Regions from separate parts of the Mus musculus genome. Here region 1 is linked to region 2. The links are chromatin contacts, called in public Hi-C maps. All regions are on one chromosome and are shown on one strand. The core of a region is the stretch at or near the end of the contact, and the rest is flanking DNA. Distances in the headings are between cores, read along the strand shown. Region 1 holds the start of Itih1 (inter-alpha trypsin inhibitor, heavy chain 1). Region 2 overlaps Rft1 (RFT1 homolog).

Evidence for each region. Hi-C and Micro-C count contacts between places; a contact is called where the count stands out from the background.
Region 1: a Hi-C map of cortical neurons shows a contact between it and region 2, with 2.3 times the contacts expected there. The contact joins the promoter of Itih1 here to the enhancer-like site in region 2. A contact is called at or near these places in 18 of 39 promoter capture datasets (the 3T3-L1 cell line, 3T3-L1-derived adipocytes, the C10 cell line and 10 more), 1 of 15 datasets of contacts at CTCF or cohesin (pro-B cells), 20 of 484 Hi-C or Micro-C datasets (the 3T3-L1 cell line, the AML12 cell line, the C10 cell line and 14 more) and 5 of 9 other capture datasets (adipose tissue, embryonic stem cells, liver and 2 more).

Annotation. Positions count from the first base shown.
Region 1 is chr14:30,937,955-30,944,639 of GRCm38.p6, reverse strand. Itih1 (inter-alpha trypsin inhibitor, heavy chain 1) reads left to right here and starts at 1,351. Exons shown (of 22, transcript NM_008406.3): 1 at 1,351-1,481; 2 at 1,726-1,746; 3 at 2,014-2,180; 4 at 2,612-2,716; 5 at 2,996-3,158; 6 at 3,655-3,768; 7 at 6,556-6,681. The coding sequence starts at 1,374.
Region 2 is chr14:30,690,809-30,698,056 of GRCm38.p6, reverse strand. Rft1 (RFT1 homolog) reads right to left here. Exons shown (of 13, transcript NM_177815.3): 13 at 6,740-7,248. Among named protein-coding and RNA genes, the nearest start is that of Sfmbt1, 21 kb to the left of the region's middle. Within about 2 kb of position 2,251, at least 94 of the 459 cell types and tissues checked have an H3K27ac peak or open chromatin away from gene starts, as enhancers often do. A contact at or near this core is called in 3T3-L1-derived adipocytes, adipose tissue, cerebral cortex and 5 more, where this site is marked.

The sequences.
Region 1 (6,685 bases), core at 102-2,601, 250 kb before region 2:
CTCGAGGCTTCCAGAGGCCTTGATTCTAAGAAGGTGCTGCCATTGGTGTCTTCCATGGTGACAGCATGCTGGCCTGGTGGGAGCAGGACAAAGCTGACTTCTGTTTTTCTTTCCAAATCCAGCAAGAAGGTCAGCGAGATGATGCAATACGCCCGGAGCATGGGTCACCGCTGTGCTTCCCCCAAGCCTCCCGAATCATCAGAACCAAATGTGTCACTGGGTGTCATAACACCCAGTCACATCTGTGGCCAAAGCATGACTGGAAAGTTTGTTGAAGAATTCTGGACGAAAAGCTTCATTAAGCTTAGAAATTCTATTGTATCGCCTCTGTCCTCTTGCCAAAAGTTAACTGTATATGAGACTGGTGCTGCCTGGTACTTGAGACAGGAAAGGAAGCATTTGAGGGCTCCACAAGCCTTCTTGACGGAGTGCAGATAAATACACAAGGGCAATCTGGAGTCTGGCAGGGACTTTCCACAGCCCTGAGCTGCCTGTTTACAAGAAGAAAGTAGTAACTGCCATGGTTTTAAAAGTTATTTTTCCTACATGTGGGCCTATGCAGTACCCACAGAAACCAGAAGGGGGTGGCGGTTCCCAACACAGGGGCTGACAATTAAACTTGAGTCCCCTGGAAAGGCAGCAAGACCTCTCCGCTGTTGATCCAGCTCAGCACCCTTCCTCACCCATGTTTAAAGACAAGATCTCATATAGCCCAACTGGTTTCCCAATGTAGCTGAGGCTTGTCTTGAACTCATCCTCCTGACCCCACCTCCCTAGTGTTAGGATTGTAGGTGTGTGCCACCAAGCCTAGCTGCCATGAACACTTTTTGTTGCTTTCTCTCTCTGTGTGTCTGTCTCTCCAACCATCTCTCTCTGTATGTGTGTCTGCCTGTCTTTCTGTCTCTGTCTCTCTGTCTCTCTGTCTCTCCATCTCTCCGTCTCTCTCTCTCTCTGTCTCTCGGTCTCTGTGTGTGTGTGTGTGTGTTTGTAAGTACATTCATGCCACAACCCATAGGTGGAGGTCAGAGGATAACTTGAGGGAGTTAGTTCCAAACTCAGGTAGTCAGGCTTTATGGTAAATTTCTTTACCTGCTGAGCCATCACCCAGGATCTGCAAACTTTTTCTTCAACTTCACTTAACATGTTGAGATATATATATACATATTCCCCTAGGAATTAAATCCAGAGCTTAGTGCATGGCACCTACCAACAACGGTAGACAAACCATCTACCAGTGAGCTACGTCCCAGCTCATTGATTCCCTAAACCCTGCTATTTGCCTCCGCTGTGTCTAATGTTTAAACTGTGTTTGTCCAGCACAGTATTAACTAACAGTCTGAGGGAAGTGACGGGGAATTGAGAGCCTGGAGATCATGGAGGGTGCCACAGGGCTCCGGGTGCTGCTGTGCTTGCTGCCGCTCCTCACTCTGCAGGCCAGGCCTGCTTTGGGCTTGGCAACAGGCAGACCCAGGGGCAGTGAGGTATGTGAGTAAGCCCTTAGCATAGATAGGCAGTTGTCCCTGCACTGGGCCCCGGGGCTGCAGCTCCTGCATCAGGGACATGAGCCTCCCTCACCCACTGATCATTTCTTCTTGAAGAGGAAGCCTCCCAGCGGCAGGAGGGAGGTGGAGGAGGAGAGCACACAGACCCCATTCCCACCCTTAATAAATGGATCAGGGTCCCTGAGCGTCCCCACTCACACTTAGTGGTGGTTTTGTTTTGCAGAAGCGACACGCTGTGGACACTGTAAGTTATTTGGCCAAGGGGTCCAAGATGGGGCCCTTACTACAGGTTTGCTTTTTCCCATCCCTGTATGCCTCTGTCAGTGCAACAGGCAGGGGGCTCCCATCACTTGAAATGTGACCTCATGTCTCCAGCAAAGAAAGAGGGTCTTCTTGGGAGGTCTGGTGTATTCTTTGGGAATCTGGGCACTTTGCTCTAGAGTGGGTAGAGTCCATTATTATTATTATTATTATTATTATTATTATTAATTATTATTAGTATTATCTTCAGTCAGTCAATGGTGTGTCCATCAAGAGCTTGAAAGTCAATTGCAAAGTCACCTCTCGCTTTGCCCACTACGTCATCACCAGCCAAGTGGTCAACAATGCTGATAAAGCCAGGGAAGTGGCTTTTGATGTGGAAATCCCCAAGACAGCCTTCATCAGTGACTTTGCCATGTGCGTGCGTGCCCTGTCTAACTCTTACACTCTACTCCACTTGTGTCCACTCACCTGTTCAGCCTGAGTTCAGAGTAGTGAGATCTCACTTGGGTCATGGCCAGCCCCAGCTTAGAGGGGTAGGAGGAAAGAGGTCCATTAGAGGTCTCACCTCCCACCTTACACAGAAAATCAGAGCCTCTGACTGCTTGTTTTCAAAGCTTTTGACTTGGGGAGCAAATCCAGTGAGTGATGTGGCCTCTGTGACTATGGTTATCTACTGACTTCCTATGGGTCCTCTCAGCAGTGGACAGTAGAGGCAGCAGACAGCAGAGACTCCCTTTTCAAGGAGTTGTGTGGACAGGGTCCTAGGCTCAGAATACTCAGTACAAAGGACAACCCAGGCAGTGAAGTCAGGCCACCACTACTGGGGGCTTTTCCCTTTCATGCAGAACATCAGATGGGAAGGCGTTCATTGGGGACATAAAGGACAAAGTGACTGCATGGAAGCAGTACCGGAAGGCAGCCGTTTTAGGGGAGAGCGCTGGCCTTGTCAGGTAAGTTCCAGGCCTTAGTGGCCAAGCTTCCAGGGCTCTCCCTTCTGACCATCCAGGATGGAGCTGGGGACTGTGAGGAGGGAGCACCTCCAGGAGGATGGAAGCTTGAGTAAGCCTGTCTAAGCTGGCATCTGGGGCTAGGGTGGGGTACATCCTTGAGCTCTTGCCTTGGGGGGGGTGGTGTGATAATAAGAGGAACTGGTTCTGAGGGACAAGCTTTAGGTGTTGAAACTGTACATGTCACCCTTTGCCTATTGCTGCCTCTGGTGACATGTTCAGAGCCTCGGGCAGAAATATGGAGCAGTTCACCATCCATATCACTGTTGGAGCCCAGAGCAAGGCCACGTTCCGGCTCACCTATGAGGAGGTACTAAAGAGGAGACTGATGCAGTATGACATCACCATCAAAGTCAGACCCAAGCAGCTGGTACAGCATTTTGAGGTACTTTGCAAGTTCCCAGACAGGATTCCTCACGTTCTTTCTCCCACCCCCAATCCCACACCAACTGTGGCTTTCAGCAATGGTTCAGCCCTCTCCCTTAGCCCAGGCCCAAAAAATACAAGGAATGAGAGTGAGTCCTTAGGACGGGTTCCTGTGGGCTCTTCCGCAGCAGGAAGCCCCTTGAATCTCCCAGCTTTCTTGTCATCCATGATCCCCCAATTTCTGTACCTGCTAAATACATCCCTGCATTTCCCAAGACTGCCACCAGATTACAAAAAGTACTGACACTTATGTGTCAGTCAGCAGGAGGGGCCAAGTTGAAGGGTTCAGGCATGGGCATCTTTCAGTCAGTATTTCTGGACTGACTATGATGAGCCAGGCCCTGCTAAGGGCTGGGTGGATCCTGCACACAGTAGAAAGGCAGATCCACAGGGCTCTTGGCTGAAATTTGGTGCTAGCCCACATGGGCCTTAGCACAGAACTGGCTTCCATGCAGATCGATGTGGACATCTTTGAACCCCAGGGGATCAGCAAGCTGGACGCTCAGGCCTCCTTCCTCAGTGAGGAACTGGCTGCTCAAACCATCAAGAAGTCTTTCTCAGGGAAAAAGGTATGTGAAGAACAATGGGATGGGGATGGGACCTTAGAGACTTCTCAGCTCAACTCAGCCTTTCTAAAATATCCAGGCTGGGCACAGGACCAGGCAGTGTAATTAGGCTGTCCCGATGAGTTATTAGTCAGACTTTCCATCAACTGTGGCAAATCCCTGAGAGAAACAGTTTCAAGGAAGAGGGATTTAGTTTGACTCCTGGTTTCTGAGGTCTCAATCCATGGTCAGCTTGCTCTGCTGTTTCTGGAACATGGTGGGGTAACATTATAGAAGAAATGCTTGCAGGAATAGAGGTTGTTCAGCTTATGCAGCCAGGAAGCAGAAAGAGAGGGGGGAGAAGGAGGGAGAAGGAGAGGGGAAGGGGGAGGGGAAGGGGGAAGGGGGAGAGAGGGGAGGAAGGGGGAGGAGGGAGAGAGAAAGAGAGAGATAGAGAGAGGAGGAGGAGGAGGAGGAGGAGGAAGAAGAAGGAGAAGAAGAAGAAGAAGAAGAAGAAGAAGGAGGAGGAGGAGGAGGAGGAGGAGGAGGAGGAGGAGGAGGAGGAGGAGAAGAAGAAGAAGAAGAAGAAGAAGAAGAAGAAGAAGAAGAAGAAGAAGAAGAAGAAGAGACTTTCAAAGGCACTTTTCCAGTGACCAACCTAGCTTCAATTTTCTTGGTTAAATTTTGTTGTGATTTATCGAGGCAGGGTCTTATTATTCAGCCTAGACTGTCCTTAAACACACAATCCTCCTGGCTCGCCCTCCCGAGTGCTGGGATTACAGATGTGATCAACCACGCTGGGTAATTATCTATTCATGTTCTGGATTTGTCGTGGATCAGTCCACTGATGGAGGCAGCACCTCAGGATCCAGTCACTCCCCCAAATCCAGGCCTCAGAACTCCACTTGCCTCACTGACCTTCAACATATGAGTCTTTCAGGAAGATAGTCTATATCCAAACTATAATGGGTGCATGTATCCAGGTGGAATCTCAGAAGTGTTCTAGTCTCCTGCTCATCTGAGATAGGAAAGAACTAGTCTCAGCACACTGGCTGTGTCTTGACAGCTTGTATCAGTTTCTTCTTTGCTTATATCCTGCCCTTGGAAGATCATTGGGGCACATCAAACAACCCTTAGCTTTTTGTTTTGTTTTGTTTTGTTTTTGACACCCAACTTTGGAAAGGTCTGTGACTTGTCACTGACCACCCAGGATCCCCAGAAGTTCTGTTCTTGCAACACCCTACTTCCCAAGTAGCCCTGAACCCAGGCCAAGAGCCATCTTTCAGCTCTCATGCCCTATGCACGGGGGCTCCATAAGTCACTGAGAAAGTGTCTCTTACAATTCATCAGTGTATTGGCTAGTTTTATGTCAACTTGACACAGCTGGAGTTATCACAGAGAAAGGAGCTTCAGTTGAAGAAATGCCTCCACGAGATCCAGCTGTAAGGCATTTTCTCAATTAGTGATCAAGAGGGGAGGTCTCCTTGTTGGTGGTGCCATCTCTGGACTGGTAGTCTTGGTTCTATAAGAGAGCAGGCTGAGCAAGCCAGGGGAAGCAAGCCAGTAAAGAACATCCCTCCATGGCTTCTGCATCAGCTCCTGCTTCCTGCCCTGTTTGAGTTCCAGTCCTGACTTTCTTGGTGATGAACAGCAGTATGGAAGTGTAAGCCGAATAAACCCTTTCCTCCCCAACTGCTTCTTGGTCATGATGTTTGTTCAGGAATAGAAACTCTAACTAAGACAATCAGGAAACCTTTAATTTTCATTATTTGAAAAATTATTATTAATAATTGTTTTTATGTGTGTGCAAGCATGCCACAGTATGTGTTTGGAGGGATGAGGACAGCTCCATGGGTCACTTGTCTTCCATATGTTAGGGTTCTGAGGCTCAGAATCAGTCATCGGGCTTTTCAGCAAGCGCTTCACTTGCCAAACCACGCCCTAAATCCGGAATACCCTTTCAACAAAGCCAGACAGACACCTTGAAATGTTAGCAGGTTTATTGTTGACTGGGTGGGGATGGGTCCTCTTCTAACAGTCATTGTCAAGCCTTCTATTTTAAAAGATGAACATATCTTATTATAACAAGCTAATTAGCCTTTAACATCCTTTAAAGAAAGCATAGAAAGTCCAGAGCAGAGAGAGTGGTGAATCACCGGTAGCTTCCGTGAGTGTCTACATCACTCAAACTAGATGTCATCATCTTCCTGGGCCTGCCCTCTCCTCTCTGCTTTTTGCCAATCAAATGACCAAGGGTTGTTGTTGGGGGGGGGGTTTGGTTTTTTTCCATGCATAAGATTGTTGTCTTACTTTTTGTTTTTAAAGACCATATCTGCTCTATCACTGTGGAGCCCAGGCTGGCCTTGAACTAGAGATCCTCTTGTCTCAGCCACTTGAATGGTGGGATCACGGGATCATGGGCATTGCTATCATGATGGCTCATCGCCTTTAACCCCACAGTTTGAGATGACTGATATCTTTTACACTATCATACTGCTATTATTTTAATCTTGTTCTTATACTCTAAATACTGGTGGTTATTATAAAACTTCCAACAATTCAGGAGCAAACAAAAAAAATTAGTCTTTTCTCTTACTACAGGCAAGTATACTCACTCAAACCTAAAAGAATGACCCACCACTGGGCTTACTCCTATGCCTGTAGGCAATCATATTCAGGTGTACACACACACACACACACACACACACACACGCACACACGCACACACACACACTCACAACACACCCCTTAAGCTATCTAGCAGACATCCTATCTGTACCCCCCCATGCCTCACACCTTCTTTGCTTTCAGGGTCATGTGCTCTTCCGCCCCACTGTGAGCCAGCAGCAGTCCTGCCCCACATGTTCTACATCCTTGCTAAATGGAGAATTCAAGGTGACCTACGATGTCAATCGAGACAAGCTCTGTGACCTCCTGGTAA
Region 2 (7,248 bases), core at 1,002-3,501:
TTGGAACGCGGTATACCTGGGCAATCTGGGCCCTTCGTCTCAGAGCGAAGGGCAGAGGCAGCCTGGCTTATTTGTTCTACACCGACAGCTCAGACACCCTGAGCTGTGGTAGTGGGAAGAATGCTTTCTATTCTTCGCAACAATCTCTAACAAGGAGATAGAGGCTTGGCTCTGCACACCCCACCCCCCTTAGAGACCAACCTGGTCCTGGGCAATTTGGTGTTGCCATGACAACCACACACTTCTTAGCCTTACTTAGCCGACTGAATTCGAGTTACAGATTAAATCCTGGTGAGTTGTCTTCAGACACACGAAAAAAATCTGTGTGTCCCCCCATGTCATCCATGCCTCTGATACATGCCCCCTGTCTCTTGCTGTCTGAGGCAAGGAAGATGCATCTGTATACTCTCTCTCCCTATGCTCCTAGGGTAGACATAAACGCAAAGCTCACTTGCGATATGGCCGCGGAAACACGTGCTTGGCAGTACTGTACACGGTGGCTAAGCTAAGTAGGCCTTGTAACTGAATGATGGTCCTTAGATCTCTCTGTTTAGGATGTGCCCTTAAGGACTTGGTTCACCAAGTCTGGGACTTGCCTATGTGTGAACTAGCACTCTTGTATGACTGGGACCTTGGACCTAGGGCTTCTAGCCTGAACCTTTATATGTTCCCCCAAATTAACTTCAGCCTCCTTTGACTGGGTATAGAGAAGAATCGCCCACGTTGGCAATGGGCTTAGCCCTGCTGGATAGGTAACAAAGAGCAGCCCTGTCTGCAACAAGCGTGGTGCAGGTGACCCTAGAGAGATGCCTCAGCCTGGCAGTCAGGTAGGGATAGTTTATCCTGGCAGTCAGGTAGGGATAGTTTAGCATGTTAACATAAAGCAGCTAGGTGGTGGTTTTAGAAAAGCACAGATCTTCCTGTCAAGCCAAACTGAAGGTCTGGCTTGCTCTCAGTCTGAGATAGAAAATAGGTTTGGAGGGATTCACCACAACTAGTCCCTTAGGATGGACACGAAACCTGCCCCTGACCTCTACCGTGAAGGTCAGAAGCCCCTGCTCTGTGTTGTAGGGATTACATGTGAAACGTCCTATTCATGAGGCTACGGCATCCCTTGGTCAGAGGCAGCCCATGACCATAACTGTATCTCTTAGTTAGCTCTACACTTCTGCTCCATCTTTCTACTCTTCGGAGCCTTAGCTTCCCAGTAATCCCAGCATTCAGAAAACAAAGACAGGGGGTCCCCAGGGAAAACTGGCTGGCTAGAGTAACTGAACTGAGTCTGTGAGCTCCAGGCTCAGTGAGAGACCTCAGTAAAGAGGGCAATGGAGGGAAGATGCCTCAGCTCAACTGGCCTCTGCATATCCATATACACACACCTACACAAACACATCCATATACATGTGAACACACACATGGGCATGTATACATACCATAGGCACAGGTAATAACGCAATACACAATATCAAGAGATAACATCACTTATCATCAAAAAGCACAGCACGTAGACACATTCAGACTCCATGGTGAGCACTACACTGATCTAGCACTCCTACTTGAATGTGGCTGTGTCCAGGCTCTGGTCTTGAAGTACACAGGCCCACTAGCTCTCAACTCCCCATCCCACCACTGAGGGACTGCTCAACTCTGACTCCCCTGGGCTTCTATGATTTTTTTTTTTTGTTTTTGTTGTTGTTGTTCTGAGATAGTATCTCATTCCGTAGCCCAGGCTATAAACAAACTTCCTGTTCATCTTCCCAAGTGTTGGGATTAGAAGTGTGTGCTACGCTCTTGTCTTCTTGCTCCTGCTCTGTCTTTTTGTCCCTTATCCCCTCTCTCCCCAACTTCCTCCCCCACCTCTCCCTCCATATGCTCATGGCCAGCCTCCTCTCTCTCTCTTTCTCTCTCTCTCTCTTTCTCTGCCTCTACTACCCCTTTACCTCCCATCCTCATGCCCTGAATAAACTGTATTCTATTCTATACTATAAAAAAAAAGAAGTGTATGCTATCTATATACCTGGTTTCATAATGTGAAAAACACACACACACACACACACAGAGAGAGAGAGAGAGAGAGAGAGAGAGAGAGAGAGAGATCCCTGATGGGTGCTTGAAAATATAGACATGAACATAAGCTAATTTCCCACTGATGATGTAGAAGAAATAAGATAACAGGACACCCTCTGGTGGCCTTCCATCCAGTGCCAGGCCTTCCATTACTCGGTCTGTTGCAAGGATTGCCAAGAGGAAGCAGAGGCAAGAATAACCCGTGGACTTGGGCACTGTGCCCATGAGCCCTGCTGGCAGCCAGAACCACACGATTTCACTCAGTTACAAAAGAAACAAATGTACGCAGCTCTGTCCTTCAATTGCCCCCCATGGTCTGACATCTGCACACCTGCAGAACATGTTCTTGTCATTACAGACATGCCTCTTAGGGACATCAGAGGCCACATGGGGAAGAGAGTAATCTTCAGCTCTAATTTGAGAACATAAAGATGTACCATGCTAGTCTGTCTTTTTCTGAAATTATGTCAACACGCTAGGGAAACAAGAAAGACTATGTGAGGAACATCTCTATTCTGTCCAAGTATGTACAGAGGAAAACACTGCTGTTTGTCTTCTGGCGACAATGGCTTATTCTCTGGAGTCTTTGTGATTTCTCCCATGGAACCCAAGGCAGGCTCTGTCTGGAGGAGTGGGGCAGACAATGTTGTGGGGCTAGACCTTTACCCATGAAGTCTGAAGTTCCGGGATTGCCAGCTTCTCTTTGTGAGCTGATGCCTAACTCTCCCAAGAACTGAAAGCCCTTCTGAGAGGGGCCTCTGGCAACCTTGTTCACTCTATCACCATTCACGATACCCTTTTTCTCCTGAGGCAGGGTCTCTGTAGCCTAGGCTGGCCTCCTTCTGTCACGCTTCCTGAGTGCTGGGATTGGAGGCTCAGCTCATCACACCTACTATGTCATGATTTTCAAAGAAGGTTCCTAAGAGTGAGGAGTGTGTGAGACAGGGTGAAGTCTGGTCTCCCCCAGACTTCCCTTTTTCTCACTCAGCAGGCCTGCAGGAAGCCACACTAGATCCACACACTGGAAAGAGTGCCAGGATCTCCCAGACAGGAACTAGAAACATGCCTTCATTTGTCGCCTCCCAATGTGAGTAAAGCAGTCATGTCTTAGTTAGTCAGTGTTCACTGATGGGCACTGATGGAGAACCCAACTTCATTCCACAGCCCAGGCCTTGTGACAGATGACAGAGGTGTGGATAAGATTCAGAGTAGGAGGCTGGTGGGAAGGAAGGCCTGGGGCTGTGACATTTTCACCTTCTGTCCCCAGTGACCCAGGGAAGACAGGTGACTTCTACCTAAGGCATTTGCCAAGCCAGAGAGACATTATTGTAAGCCATTCCAATCATGATGGCTACTCTTACGGCCCAGACTACTCTTACGGCCATTTCCATCAAGATGCAGGCAGCAAGCTCCACCCTACAGGCTGTCTATGATTAGGCCACCAATCTCTGAGCTTGCCCCAAGATCAGGTCACAAAATCTTACCACCACTCCTAGGCCACCCTGGAAAGTCACTCGCCCTTAAGAAGCACCTATATAAAGCCTGCTCAGGCTTCTGCTTCGGGTCCAGCGACTTCTCAGCTGAGCAGAGGTGGCCACCCTCTTGTGATGTTCCCAATAAATCTCTTCTGTGAGGTCTGTTGTGCAGAGTGACTTTCCCTGCCTGCCAGGATACATTTCCCTTCAGAGCTGTAACACTTGCATTGGGGGAAACCTTTGACCTCAGAGCTGTTCCACAATTGTGACAGTAGCAACAACTCCTTAACTTAAGGGCACTTTTTACTGCAGAAAAGGACAGAATGTAACACATGATGATGGAAAAGATTCCTTCTGCAGGGAAGCTGTTCTATTACAGGACCCCACTGAGCGCCAGGAGCTGGAAGGCAACCCTAGATGAACCATGCTATTCTACAGAGCCTCTAACTAAAAACAGGTAGGCTAGGGCTCACCTGATGCCAGGGTGTCCCATCCTGACTCACTTGTGATGTATAACCTACAGCAGTTGCCTTACAAGGGGCCAGCTCCATTTCTCCTTCAGAGGTTCGTGCTTGACCGCACAGATGGAAGATGTGATGGCAGGCTGGAGGCAAAGTGTTGAAAGTGATGGTCTCAGCAATGGAGAAACATAGCCACTTCCTGGAAAGCAGTGCCTTGGCTCTGGGCCCTCCTCTTTCTTTCAGTTGCCTACCAGCCTGCTCCCTGCTGTCACTGTCTGGGCCCCAATAGAGATGAGAAGTGTCCCATTGTGCACCTAGGAGGAGCTGCAAGTCCGGCCTCTGCCAATCTCAGAATGAGGTGGTCTCCTCAACTCCTTAGGCCATGGCTGTATTCACCTGGGCTTTAGAGAACCCAGACTGCACAGTTGAAAACTGCATGGCCTGGTCCAAAATGTCAACAGCTGAGAAGGCAGGGGTTGGTAATGAGAAAATGCAGGGCTGTAGAAAGAAGGAGGCAGGGTGTGGGAAGGAGTCCTGAGCTGCCATCCTTCTGCCAGTCCATCTTTTAATAAAATGTTATAGTAGCTTTTGGTGGACAGCGTGCGGAAAGGTGAACAGAGAAAGGAGCCTGTGGTCTGGCTGTAGAGCCTCCTCCCCACCCCGGAGTGAGAATCTCCTGGTCTTGATCCCATAGACTCAGAAGTCACAGACTGCCGCTGCCAGGAGCAGACAACAGATACTGTGGGGGTGGGCGTGGCTGGTCCTGGCCTGCTAGGAAGGAGGATGACACACTGGACTCATCTTGCCAGCATCATAGTTAGGTGAGCTTGCTGAAAAGCTCAGACTTGAGCCCCCAAACGGATTCTGAAGGTGTAGCATAGATCCAGGAACCTCCACTTCTGAAAACCCAGAGACTCTGAGGAAGGCAGCCTAAGGACCATGCTCTAGGTTTGGGATTAAGAGGGCACGTGGTGACAGGGTTCTAGGGAAGAGATGGGGGTAGCCAGTAGAGAAAGGGGCTCATGAGCTCTGATGGCCCATTCCTATATGCTCATAAGACAGCAAGAAGACATGCGGAGGAAAGCTGCTTCCTGTGTGCTCTCCCCGATACTCCAAGGAACTACTCACTTCTGAGCTAGCTTGGCCCAGGCTTACATAAATACAATTGAAACTATACTTTTTAGAGGGCTTCTAGTCATCCAGGATACCTTTCATTTAAATACTGTCCCTGAAGACATGCGGAGAAGCCTCTGAGTAGATAAAAACACACCCAGGTAGCCTGAACACTGGCTCTATGCCCTATCCCAGTTATTCAGGAGACAGGGGGGTCACAAGTTCAAGGCCAAGCAAAGCAACTTAACAAGATCTTGTCTCAAAATAAAACTCTTACAGAGGGCTGGCGGCGTAGCTCAGTGTCACAGCACTGGCATAGTCCCCAGTACCCCAGAAGAACAAAGCACATGTCAAGGTCACTGGCCCAGTCTTACTATACTGCTGACTCTTGACGTCCGGGCCTCTCTGTATTAACTCCTAGCAAACGGTTTTAAATGATGCTCTTGGGGCTGGCAATAGGGCTCATAAATGAGAGAGCTTGCCACACAAGCCTGACAACCTGGAAAGAGAAAGCCAAGTCCTATGAGCTGTCCTCTGACCTCCATCACACGGGTGCCCACACGAGCACACATACACAAATCATACAACATACACAAGTCATACACATGCACTTTTTTAAAAAGGTAAGTGCAAAAAAAAAAAAAAAAAAGGTAAATACATGGGTTTTGTTTTTCATTTTGAGACAGTCTCCCTATGTAGACCAGGTTGGCCTTGAACTCAGAGATCCACCTAAGTGTGAGTACTGGAATTAAGGATGCATGCTAACATATCTGGCCCTCTAGTTCTCCTTGTTGGCTCTTTAGAGGCCAATATGGAAGATGTGGGGATGTTGTGCCAGAGGATTATAAACTATTGGGCATCAAGATCAAGTCTGTGTAGATAGCACCAAGGGCAACCACATCCAAAAGGGGATTAAAGAGGAAAAAGAAACCCATGCACCTATTTTACATCCCAGAGAAAAGCCGGATGACCTCCCCTGCAGGAGCAGCTCACAGGCCGCAGGAAGCCTGGCTTATGAGTGAGCCTGGAGGCCCACACCTCTGGACATGCCATTCTTGCTCTGGGCTAGAGAACAGTTGTACCGACCAGTACTGGAAATGATGAGTCAGTTCAGAGGGTTTGACTCTGATTTTTGCCATATGCAATGTGCCTTTGTTTTATTCTAAGGCTAAAAAGAGATACCTATGTAACTGTGATCATCATCTGTGTGACTGTCATGGCAAAACGAAAAGCAAGCTGGAAAGCAGCACCTTAGGGACAAAGCAGCTCAGAGTTTCCATCAGAGTTCTCCCGCTTCCGAGGATGGCTAGGTCTAAAGGCACCCGGCAGTTTTCATACACTCTACAGTCAAGAAATCCGGGGCAACTCATTCTGGGACATGAGCTGCTCTAGAAGAGACAGCACGGCCATGAGAGCAAAGACCTTCCCCAGGGACTTCTGGGAAATAAGATCTGGATCTCCTGGATGTATCAATGTGTAGGCTGGGGGTATGGATATAGCTCAGTGGTAGAGAGCCTGGTTCACATGAGTGAAGGCCCGGGTTCAATCCCCTGGACAGCAAACGTTATTTCAGAAGTATTTATCACTGAGTAACCACAGGACTGACACAGGGAAAGACACATCTTTTTTAAAATTATTTTTATTTTTTGGTTTTTCGAGACAGGGTTCCTCTGTATAGCCCTGGCTGTCCTGGAACTTACTTTGTAGACCAGGCTGGCCTCGAACTCAGAAATCCGCCTACCTCTGCCTCCCGAGTGCTGGGATTAAAGGCAAGCGCCACCACGCCCAGCTACATTTTTATTTTTTTATATTTGTTTTTTTGAGACAGCTCTGGCTGTCCTGGAACTTGGATATTCGTCTGCCTCTGCCTCTGGCTCTTAAGTGCTGGGATTAAAGGTGTGTGCCACCACTACCCGGCTGAAAGCCACAATTTTTACACCATGATTTGTTCTTGTTTGGTGTATAACTTCAGGGGCTCCTTACTTCTTTTATAGAAGAAACTAACCATTCTTGCGGCAGGTCAATGGCTGCATTGCTTTTTCTTGGCCAAACAATGGTTAAATATTAACATTTAAGAGAGTTTGTTAAAAGATGTAACTTCAAAGGTCAATCACACTCAAAGGGAACTAGTT